2 separate regions of the Salmo salar genome follow, and region 1 is linked to region 2. Evidence: chromatin contacts called from public Hi-C data. All regions are on one chromosome and are shown on one strand. The core of a region is the stretch at or near the end of the contact, and the rest is flanking DNA. Distances in the headings are between cores, read along the strand shown.

What was found. A called contact is a pair of places that touch in the nucleus more often than the background predicts.
Region 1: a Hi-C map of gill shows a contact between it and region 2, with 3 times the contacts expected there. The contact joins the promoter of LOC106589609 here to the promoter of LOC106589602 in region 2. A contact is called at or near these places in 2 of 3 Hi-C or Micro-C datasets (gill and muscle).

The regions. Positions count from the first base shown.
Region 1 is chrssa28:16,665,760-16,671,611 of Ssal_v3.1, reverse strand. It overlaps LOC106589609 (COP9 signalosome complex subunit 1), which reads right to left and starts at 2,881. Exons shown (of 14, transcript XM_014179794.2): 1 at 2,232-2,881; 2 at 885-1,003; 3 at 117-298. The coding sequence starts at 995. It overlaps rfng (RFNG O-fucosylpeptide 3-beta-N-acetylglucosaminyltransferase), which reads left to right and starts at 1,645. Exons shown (of 9, transcript XM_014179797.2): 1 at 1,645-1,702; 2 at 5,000-5,635. The coding sequence starts at 5,387.
Region 2 is chrssa28:16,470,009-16,475,509 of Ssal_v3.1, reverse strand. LOC106589602 (WD repeat domain phosphoinositide-interacting protein 1) reads left to right here and starts at 2,698. Exons shown (of 12, transcript XM_014179780.2): 1 at 2,698-3,068. The coding sequence starts at 2,992. prkar1ab (protein kinase, cAMP-dependent, regulatory, type I, alpha (tissue specific extinguisher 1) b) reads right to left here and starts at 4,138. Exons shown (of 11, transcript XM_014179785.2): 1 at 3,868-4,138; 2 at 57-294. The coding sequence starts at 230.

The DNA of each region.
Region 1 (5,852 bases), core at 1,632-4,131, 200 kb before region 2:
AAACCAACAATTAAAAATAACATACCATGTACTAGTAGTAAGCACTCTGTGTTGCTGTACCTTCTCTGTGCTATGCTGGAGGGTACTAGGCTAAGCGAGGGCTGTGATACACCTACCTGGTGGCCTCTGTGAGCTTGCGGTGGATCTCCTCGTACACGTCTACGTTGAAGGTCCTGTGGACAAAAGACAGGGCCATCTTCAGGGCCTCGGCGCGGAGCTGGGGACAGTGCTCTGCTATGAACTGCAGCCTCTCAATACGCATCAGACCACAGTAGCTGGAAGCATAATGCTCCAGGTCCTAGAGAGAGAGACAAAGACACACACACACACACACACTTCAGTGGGACAAAAGCCTAAAAATGTTGATTTTTTACTCAATAGTCTGCATTTGTATTTATTAAGGATCCAAACACATTAACGCACTTACATTACACATAAAACTAAAGATAATAAAGTTATATGATGTACTGTTTCACACCACTACATATCTACAATACAACATATATAATACCACCATACAACATTATTTGTATGCTCGCGTTTGTGTGTCTCTTCACAGTACCCGCTGTTCTATAAGGTGTATTTTTATCAGTTTTAAAATCTGATTCTACTGCTTGCATCAGTTACCTGATGTGGAATAGAGTTCCATGTAGTCATGGCTCTATGTAGCGCCTCCCATAGTCTGTTCTGGACTTGGGTATTGTGAAGAGACCTCTAGCGGCATGTCTTGTGGGGTATTCCCCTTCTATAGATTCCTTTGATTTCAGTTTCACATTTAAATTGCAGTAGAAATGTCATTTGTGTGGTATTTGAGTCCCGTCTACATGAAACAAGCCCGCCTTTACAATGCCAGTAGGGGGAAATCCTGGATAGATAGACCATACCAGCGTGGGATTTTCCACCACGTAGTTGACATCTGGTGCATTCTGCTGGTCCTCCTGTGGGTCAGCATCTATCTGCATGGGCTCAACAACCCCCTGAAGAAGAGCGAACATACAGGTAACTGCCAAAATAAAAGAAACACCAACATAAAGTGTCTTAATAGGGTGTTGGGCCACCACGTGCTGCCAGAACAGCTTCAATGTTATAAGTGTCTGGAACTATTGGAGGGATGCGTCACCATTCTTTCACGAAAATGCCATAATTTGTTGTTTTGTTGATGGTGGTGGAAAACTGTCTCAGGTGCCGCTACAGAACCTCCTAAAATTGGGGCGGCAGGTAGCCTAGTGGTTAGAGTGTTGTAGTAACCGAAAGGTTGCAAGATCGAATCCCTGAGCTGACAAGGTAAAAATGTGTCGTTCTGCCCCTGAACAAGGCAGTTAACCCACTGTTCCTAGTTAAATAAAGGTAAAATTTAAAAAATAGGGTTGAGATCAGGTGACTGACACACACACTTTAAACCCCCTTTGCTCTTTTGATACCCCCTCTTTCAAAGTCACAGAGATATCTTCTTTTAGCAATGGTAGCCATAATAACAGGCAACAGGGAATTTTTATACATGACCCTAAACATGATGAGATGTTAATTGATTAATTAACTCAGGAACCATACCTGTGGACGCACCTGCTTTCAATATTCTTTGTATCCCTGATTTTATCAAGTGTCATCTTTATTTTGGCAGTTCTGTACATAGTGTTGATAAGTGTCATAGCAGCGTGGTACAATGAGGGGAATACTGACTGTCTGCAACCAGGTTACAAAGGTAACGAATAGCCATACATACACGACACTCCCACAATAGACAGATCGCTCATGTCCTACTGGATATTTACATTGGAGACACAATGTACATCTGTCGCTGAACAAAATTAAAAAGGGATGGCTAAACTACTACTAGCTGGATAACAAGTCAGCCAACTAACTACAATAACAGAAAACTAGCTAGTTAGCATGACTGTCAAAGTGCCTGAAGAAACCAGAAATGACCAGCGAACAGTTTCCTGGGGTACACCTTTCAAAAAAATGTGTCATTCTAACATTAGTCAGTTGGTATAGAATAACAGTGAATGGAAATATAACGCTGTAGAGTTAGCTATATGAACTTACTAAAGTTAGCCTAGCTAGTTAGCTTGCCAGTACTGCTAGCGGCCCAAACTACTCCCGATTTATGCAAGGCTTGCGTGTTTATCGGAGTACCCACCGTCCCAGTTAAGCGCGAGGACAGCCTTCTCCACGTGCATACCCGCATATCGTTTTTGTGTAAACATGCATCAAAATCGATTAATTATTACCTGAAAGTTGAATACTTGCACGGGCAAAGGCATCTTTCACGGTTTGTGACGTTCAGCGGAAGAAGCGAAGCGAGACGGATAACTGGGACCAAAATCTGTCTTCTCCAGCAGGTGGCGTTTTCCCCGCTGATCAAGGGAGGAGTTGTTGTATGGAGATCAATCAGTGGAATTTGGTTAACAAAAAATGAATGTCTTATTTTCTACTTGAGGCTTATTTGATCGAATATACGTTTGGTAATGCTTACGTTGTTACGAGTATACTGATATAAGTAGCACACATGATATCCTGCCAAGTTTGAGAAGAAAAAAACACTTTATATCGGAGTTGTGCCTGTTATCACACTCGTATCTGCTCTGTCATTGGCTAGAATGGTCCCACCTGATCTTGCCTTCTCCCGACTGCCTTCCATTTCTGAATACATTTATTTTCATTGTTGGAGCAGCCAGTCGATTAACTGGTCGATATGGTCCCGTGTGTCTCAGTTTGTAGAGCACGGCGCTTGCAAACGCCAGGGTTGTGGGTTTGAGTCCCATGTGGGACCAGAAAAATGTACAACAATGTATCCACTCACTACTGTAAATAGCTCGAGATAAGAGCATATGTTAAATGACTAAAATGTAATATGATGGATAATCTGAGTCGACAGCGCTAAACAACGGCTCGCTATCACATCCGGGGCATGGGTTCACAGGGCTCTTTACATAATGACGTCAGCGCTGCTCCAGATGTGTCCGAGGCAGTGTTATTGCAGCGTTCATGTCCACTCCGAACTCGGAAAAATACGAGGTCAAATCATGACGTCAGTGATATTCAGGTTGAAAAATCGGAGCTCTAGAAGCGGCCCGATAATTCCCATTCGGATTACCGTTCGAATCGATTTTTACCAGTGGGAGATCGTTTGTTTCCGAGTTTCCAGTTGTTTCAACGCACTGAAGTCATCGGAGATTTCCGAGTTCCCAGTTGTTTTGAACGCGGAATATTTCGATCAACAACAACAAAAAACAGTTGCAAACTGATGGTAATTTGTATTAAGATGCAACTAGTTCAGATATTAAAAATGAATTACTCAAATTGTAAATTCTAACAATTTATTTGAGGTCACCATTGAGATGAATACATGTTTTTAACTTTATCACACCAGTTGGCTAAGCATACTGGAGGGATTTTGCCGCGAGTTGTTTTGTCTGACAACTTTTTCATTGTCAGCACAAAATAGGCTACGACATCCAGAGCGAAAATAGCAACACAGTGGCGACCCCAACAGCTGTAGCCTACTACACTACAGGGACATTTAACTTGCAAGGCCAGGTCAGCATCAGCCAGAGGGCGCTCAGTTTCAGAGGATTTGCTTTTGGAGAGAGAATCACACAGTAGGTGACTTGAGAGGAATCCGAGAAACATAGGTCGTTTATAATCGCAATAGAAACAAATTACATTGTTTGACTCGCCTGCACTTGACTGGTTGAGTGCACAGCTAGGCTACTTAATCGCGGTCGAATAGAGAAAGCGGGCTGCTTGCTGATGGTTAAAATCTGAGCCCAATCAAATCATAGTCAAGACGAGGAGACAAAAAAGAGAAGATCGTTGAAGAGTATAAAAGCGTCTGGAAACCCTGTGTTGTATTTTCATTTTCTTTGATCAGATTCTGTTCACTTAATTCATTTTTGGTGTCCAGTTCCCCTGGTGTTTTGTTGCTGCAGTTGGGAGGAGGCACGTCGGATTAAAAACGTGATTTATTTAGTTTCCATGTAAGTATAAGGCATTTTCGTCATCACATAATACGTGTTTTAAGTAACTCGGAATAAGCAGGGGGTTTCATAGAATGTAATTCAAAATAATTGACTGGACACTCTTGCCTTTCTTTTGTTTACCGTAGGACAGCCTATAGATCCGTATGTGCACGACATGCACACGAAACAACTCCTAAACATCCCCGTAAACTTTAAAGTTACCTTTATAAGACCCAATAATGTTGGTTAATCGCGTTGTTGTTTTCATACATTTGTTGTGAAAGCTACAGTTAAATGACCGAGCCCACAGTCAGACCTGTTTCTATTGGCAGTGACCCAATCTGGCAGATTTGTATCTACCAGATTTGCAGATTTGCATAATCCCAAACCAGGCACCAAAATATTAAATTTTAGGCGTTTGGGTTATTTATTTATTTCCCCCTGTAAATGATGTATAACTCCTTCATAAACCATACTATCCTTCATGCTATATCCACATATCTGTGCTGAGAGCTCATATTTTACTAAGGGGGCTAATTTTAGTAAAGAAAAAAGGGTTTGATTACATCCCTCTGCTTACTACAACTGACATCTGTTACTGGTTGAGGTATCATTGCCTCTGAAAATAGCAGCAAACAGGAAATTGCTCACACACTGAAGGTAAGTCTGTCAATTAAATGTGACCTGTATGAACTGACTGGCAAATGGAAGGGCATGAGTGACAATGTGCCAAGAGGAGAACTTCCAGACTATACAGGCCTGTCTTTGCAATTCAGCAAAAGTTAGTGGTCAGACTGCGAAGAAATAGTGTCTGCCATTTAAGAGGGACTCAATCAGAATGTATATAGAGTTGTACAGTGAAATCATGTCCCTTTTATGCAGAAACAGACTAGTCTGTCTGGCACCCAGGGTAGAGTAAACCCATGCAGGAGCCAGTATCCATACACTCAGATTATGTTTTCAAGTGTCACTGTCATCTTATTATGAGGGTGGTGGGGGTGGTGATGATGAAGTCATGTGTGTTGATGTCTCTTCAGGTTCCTGTGTGATGTCATAAAGATGGGACGCGGTGGAGCGGGAAACAAAGCTGGCGGCTGACAGGCCCCTCCAGCGGCCAATCAGGATGCATGTCTCCTCGATGGGTGTCAGCAAGCTCTGCTTTCTGTTCTCCCTGGCCCTCTGTGCCCTCCTGCTGCTCCTCATCCCTGCCCTTCAGCCCTCACAGCATCAGGGGGACCTGCCTCAGCCGCGGGCCCACACCAAGCCTGCCCGGGCAGGCACAGGTGCCAGCAAATCCCCCCAGCACCATGGAGGTCTGGTGGTCCCTCTCCAGGCAGATGTGGGGAAAGTGACAGTGGGACGTAATGGGATTGTTGGTGGATCTATAGGGCAGGGCACACCCAGAGAGACCAAGAGGACTGGGGATGGGGACTGGGTGTATACAGCTGGTCGAGGTGACACCCAGGCCAATGGGAAGCATACAGACTCTCAGACAGGGCCGAAGGAGAACTTCCTCCACAGAGCTGGAGTTGTGGTGGGGGCTGGAAGGGTCTCGGTCCAGGACCCCTCTAGAGCTGAAAGACATTTTCATAGCGGTGAAGACCACCAGGAAGTACCACAAGTCCAGACTGGATTTGCTGTTCCAGACCTGGGTGTCCAAAGCCAAAGAACAGGTAGGGAGGAACACACACACACACACACACACACACACACACACACACACACACACACACACACACACACACACACACACACACACACACACACACACACACACAAAAGACCGAACTTGGCAGTGGTTCAGGTGCAGCCTATGACCCTGGATAAGGGTATTTGTTATGTCAACAACAAATACCCCGGTTATGTTTTGTCTACAGGGTAGATCATCTC
Region 2 (5,501 bases), core at 1,449-3,948:
GCGCACAGTTGAACACACACACACACGCACACGCCACCCTACCAGCCCAGACTCACCTTCTCCAGCCTCTCGAAGTACTCTCTGAGGAAGGCCATGGGTCTGTCAGGCCGGGAGGTACACAGCTGGACGATGCAGTCCTTCAGCAGCTGCTGGATGTTGTGTTTCTGCACGTACAGCTCACACTCCCTCAGACTCCTCTCCTCCTCGCTGCTCGTACTGCCCGACGCCATCACGATTGAAGACGCGCTACTGCTCTGCTACGACCTGGTGAACTGGCGAACTCTGGCCTCTAAACTAGAGATTGAGAGAGACAACTTGGATTGTTACTTCTACTACGCATATATATATATTTTTTAAAGAGTTACAATCTTCTTCTAATGTGGTTGTTATAGTCTTATAACATCTGATAACTGACTAATATGCAGATGCGAGAGAGAGGAAGAGAGGGAGGGACTCATTGGAAGGGATTAGAGGAAGGGAGGGAGAGTGTGAGACAGAAAGAAAAAGAGACAGGCATTTCAGGGATGCTTGAGGGTAACTTGTCATATGATGTAATTAAGTCTTAAAATGGTGGTAAACAGATAGGCCCAAACAACAAAACAAACTGTGTCCTTGTTTGACGGGAGAAGAAAAGTTACATTTCTTATCAGTTTCATCATGTTGCGGTCAAAATTACTGTATATCATATGCCATTTAAATAGGACCATGTCATTACTAATCTGTCAAAGTAGATTTAGATTGATAATATTGACCAAAAAAAATGGAGCTAGTAGCAAGTACGACATGCTGCTTTACTTCAAAAGAGAGGATCTAGTGCATTGGTCACGTTAGGTACACCACCAAAGGGTTGCATTGTACACTAAGTACAGATCATGAAGAGTCAAATTATATAAACAACCATTTACATCAAGTATCAATAAAATAAATAGTTAGCCGAGCTACTGCTGATTGGGATTTCAGACAGTTCTTGAATGTCCTGCTATCTAGCAATGCTTTTTGCTCTGGCGTTTTCAATACTGCCCATGAACTGTCTCCTGGAATAATATGACAGATCCCCCACCAAAAAGAAAAACATTCAAAATGACCTTGCTTTCAAAACGTTGACTGGAGCAGTAACGTTACAACTTCGATAAAATAGAAGGCAAACTATGGTTGGCTACCAACAAACATGGAAAACAAGGTACATTTCGGGGGCATCAATGCTAGCTAGCCAGCCACCTCTGATAATATAGCTGTTAAAGATACAACACTGCGTTAACTAGGAGCATAAGAGATGACAGCAACCAATACCTAACTGGCCTAGGCTATAATACCGTAGCTAACGTTACTAGAGTTAATACGCATCAGATGGCTGTTTGATCGCAGTTTACTGGTACGTTAGCTAACTTAAATAAACATAATCATGACGAAGCTAACTTGCTAAAACTGTATTGATGGATATCAAATCTATCAACCAGCTAGGTAGCTAGCTAGAAAACTAGTTGGCATTTTGGCCTGCAAAGCCAGTCAGTCCAGAGATACTTCAGTTCTGGCCAGTCTTGCCAATGACGCCATCTTGAGCTCTATCATAAACAAATACAAGGCGGAGGCTACATATCCCGCGATCGCAAATGGCATCAATTTCAAACAATGTGCGCAATACTTACAACAATCCGCAAATTATTGGCGAGCCCTTTCGACACTAACTCGGTTTTGGATGTTATTTCCACAAGCTTACCAAAAAATCTCTCTTCGATTTTTCCAAAAACTTGGACCGCTGCCCCACCGGATATGGGTTTAGAACCAATCACGAACCGTCATTGACGTCAATTCGCCTCATTCTGACACGTGAGCCGTAACCCTTGGCAACCTTAAAGGGGAACGCATGGAAATCATGACGTCAATGGGAAATCAATAGCAGATATAAGGACCTGATAGCCTCATATTAATTTCCCATGAACAGTGGAGCGTCCTCTATTCAAATAATATTAAATGTATGAATATTTTGGGAGGATATTGTTGTTTTATGAAGATAAATGTTCTGCGCACTGTACTTCAGCAGTTTAACCTTAATATAAACAATATATGGCTGATCGCGGTGCCATTGGATTAGATTATGTTTAATGACAGATCAGCCAAGGAATATGTATAATGCATTGTTGTACAGATGTAGGATCTTAATTAGAGCCAGGTTGCTACAGCAGTAAAATAATCCTGGAGCAACAGGAAATGTTAATTATTCAGTGGATTATAATTAAAGTACATTTTTGTAGGGCTCGATACCCTTTTCGTTAGGGCATATCAAGTCTGAAATTTCAAAGTGGAAATTACAGACTTTAGAAGCCTTTTTAAAACTCAAATACACTACAAATGTGCATTTCCTGCTGTGCAAGAAAATTCCCAGAAACAAAAGAGTGATCAATTTAAGTAAAATCCTATGTATGTGTTGCTTTTGTGCAAACTCTGCAAAGCTTCACATAGAGAGATGTAGCAAAGATGCGGTCAGCAAAACACTTGATGGGTTCATCCAATCAAAACAATCAAAACAATTCCTCGTGCCCGAAGAAGGTAAAGTGAACCAATCGCAATCGTGTAATTTAGAATGGGCGGTGCTCTCTGGACTGTTTTCTTGTAAACCAATCAGATACAAGTTATGAAAAGGTCGGCCAATCTGAGTGGTGCAGAGGTAATGTTCTAACCAGCCAATAGAAAAGTCACGCATACAGCCCTCAGCGGTTTTTGTTTCACTTGTTGGTCTCCTGTTATTTATTGATGTTAAGGATAAAAACAGAACAATACAAGTGCCTTCCTCAAACAGTAAAACAAAAACAATAACAGGGAATTATAGTTTCAGGATTCAAACCAGCCGTTTGTAATTTGTATAGCATTTATTACATTGTATTAACTCATCTCTAGCGCAAACGTGTGTAGAGGAGCTGGGTTTCGGAGTGATCGATCAGATCCCAGCTCTGCAAACTAGGGCAGTGGAGCAGGATAATAACCGTGGACGAGATGGAGGACCGGGAGACATTCGACGGTCCAGGAGGGCCACAAGACTTGATCAGTTCCTCGTTCAACCAGGACACCACGTAATCTAGCGGATTCTACTTGTCATACTGCTAGATATATTCTTGCATAATCTAGGGCCGAAGTATTTCCTTATGCTTCCAGCTATAATATGGTCTGTAGCAGAAATATGTTACTGTAAGAATTGTATCTTCCAACCTCACCTACTTGTGCATTTTGTTTATCCAATTGTCCCATGGTGTCTCTTCAACACAGTTCCTAAAATATAGGTTACTAGCTTGTGAAGTAGGCCACCACACTACGAAGGCCTATTGGTGGCCAAAGAAAAGTATCCAAGCTAGATTTGACCTACAGTGGAGATACTGGTCAGCAGACTACACACTAAAAACAAATGGTTCTATATAGTGCCAAATCATTTTCGAACGCTTTTAAAACACGGAAGCCAAACGCGAAAACTATGGACACAACTCCGCGCTCGGACATGATCATAATTAATATGTGCGCCACCAGAAAGGGGATAGGGGATTTTAGAATCACTTAAAATATGGGCTGTGTTTCGTGTAGACTTACCCTGGCGTGACGTTTTGATAACCATGTAAATCTCTCTCGGATAAGGCGATTTATCAATATATTCGGCTGTATTTACTCTCAGATTCGGAAATGCTCATTAGCGTCAAAAGAGACATCATGCAAAACTACAAATCCCTATATGCTCCTGCACGTTCTCTAGCTGACACTTTTGCTAACATGTATTTTGTCAATTTAAAACTAGCATGAGACAGTTCACATAATTTTCCATTTAAAGAAATGTAACCAAGTTATTGATTAATACATTTAGATTGTTAATCCAGAGATTCTTACCTTCGCTTCGGCATTCTTGTCCATATCATCATGGCATTTTTAGTTCTTTATGATAGCCACATTAGCAGCTAATCAGCATTTAATGTTTTTTTATGGGGGGTAAGTACAGGCAATATCTTGATAAAAGTCACCTTGTCCTGGAGAGATTTACGTGGTTATCAAAATGTCAAGCCAGGGTAAGTCTACACGAAACACAGCCCTTATTTGAAGTGTTTATAAATTCCCCTATGGGAAAAATGAATGGTGGAAAAACGATTGGAACCATTTCCCTGTTTGACTGCTATGTTTTATGGGCATTATGACTCTTACTGTGGTACTCTTTTATGCCATAATTTACTTGAATGGAGACGCCTGTTCTATTCATTCTTATATCTATTGTAGAGCTGTACGAGTTTTTTTACGTTTTGGTTTGATAGCCATATTATATTATAAAAATTCCACAGGTTTTATTATGTTTAATAACAAGTTGAAATAGGTGTGCTAGCTCTGGAACTGCTGGGGGTCCCTGGGGAGAGAATTGAGAACTACTGACTAGTCAACTGTTCATAAAACACGGTCACTGGCCTAAGTCATATACTGTATAACATATGATAGCATAACACAACATTTTAGATCAACTGGAATGACACTCACTCACGGTTGCACAAAAAGATCTGTGAGCAAACCAAGCCCCAAAATATTCTAATGAGCCGCCACCCCTACATTTGAATTATCACAAAAAAAGGAAATAACCTTTTTTTGAACTGCAAATAACTATTGAAGGGTTCTTTGGGTTAGTATGGTTACACATAGAACCATCACTCTTCGCAAAGAACACTTGAGGAACCCACATTTTTTTGTGTGTATTGTGCAAGTCTGGTATTTGTCTCAGATGATGACACATGCAATGCGTTTTGGAACTGTCAAATACTATCACAACTGCATGAATGGGGCGGTTGGATGTATTGGGTTATGGCAACATTAGTGTGAGTGATAAAGGAGCATCCAGACACTTGATCTACAGGTCAATTACAGGTGTAATAACAGCTGCATGGCTGGGGTCTGGCGTCGTAAACAATCCAGGTGGTCAAACAGACACATTGACATTAAATCTCTCCCATTTTCAATCTTTCTCAGCAGTTAGGCTATAAGTTGCCTGGCTGGGCAAGGACCTATATCCAACTGAACCACTCACCTGATCAACTCTGGGTAGCGGTTGCCCTCAGGCACAGATCTAGGATCAGCTCACCCTCCCGATAGCGTAACCTAAACCATACAGGAGGAAAACATTAAACTGATCTTAAATCAGTGTCTATTCTAGATTGAATATCCTATATTATCCTACTCCATCCTATTCCATCTGTTGACAGACGCCTGCCCCTCCTTTTCTCTACACAGTATTTCTGTATATGCCCATAGATAGTGTGCTTGATTATCAGTGCTGTTTGAAGTGCTTAGGGTGATTACATCCTTTCGCAACAGCGAATGGGGATCTTAAAAAAAGAAAATAATAATAATAATACATGACCTGATTCAACTCTTACTGTGTTGGCTATACAGCACACTGTGTATCCTTAATTTCCCCATGACTGCTATATATAGCTCACTGGGTAGTGAGGCATTGCACATATTCCCTACACTTCCCGGTCAGCCGA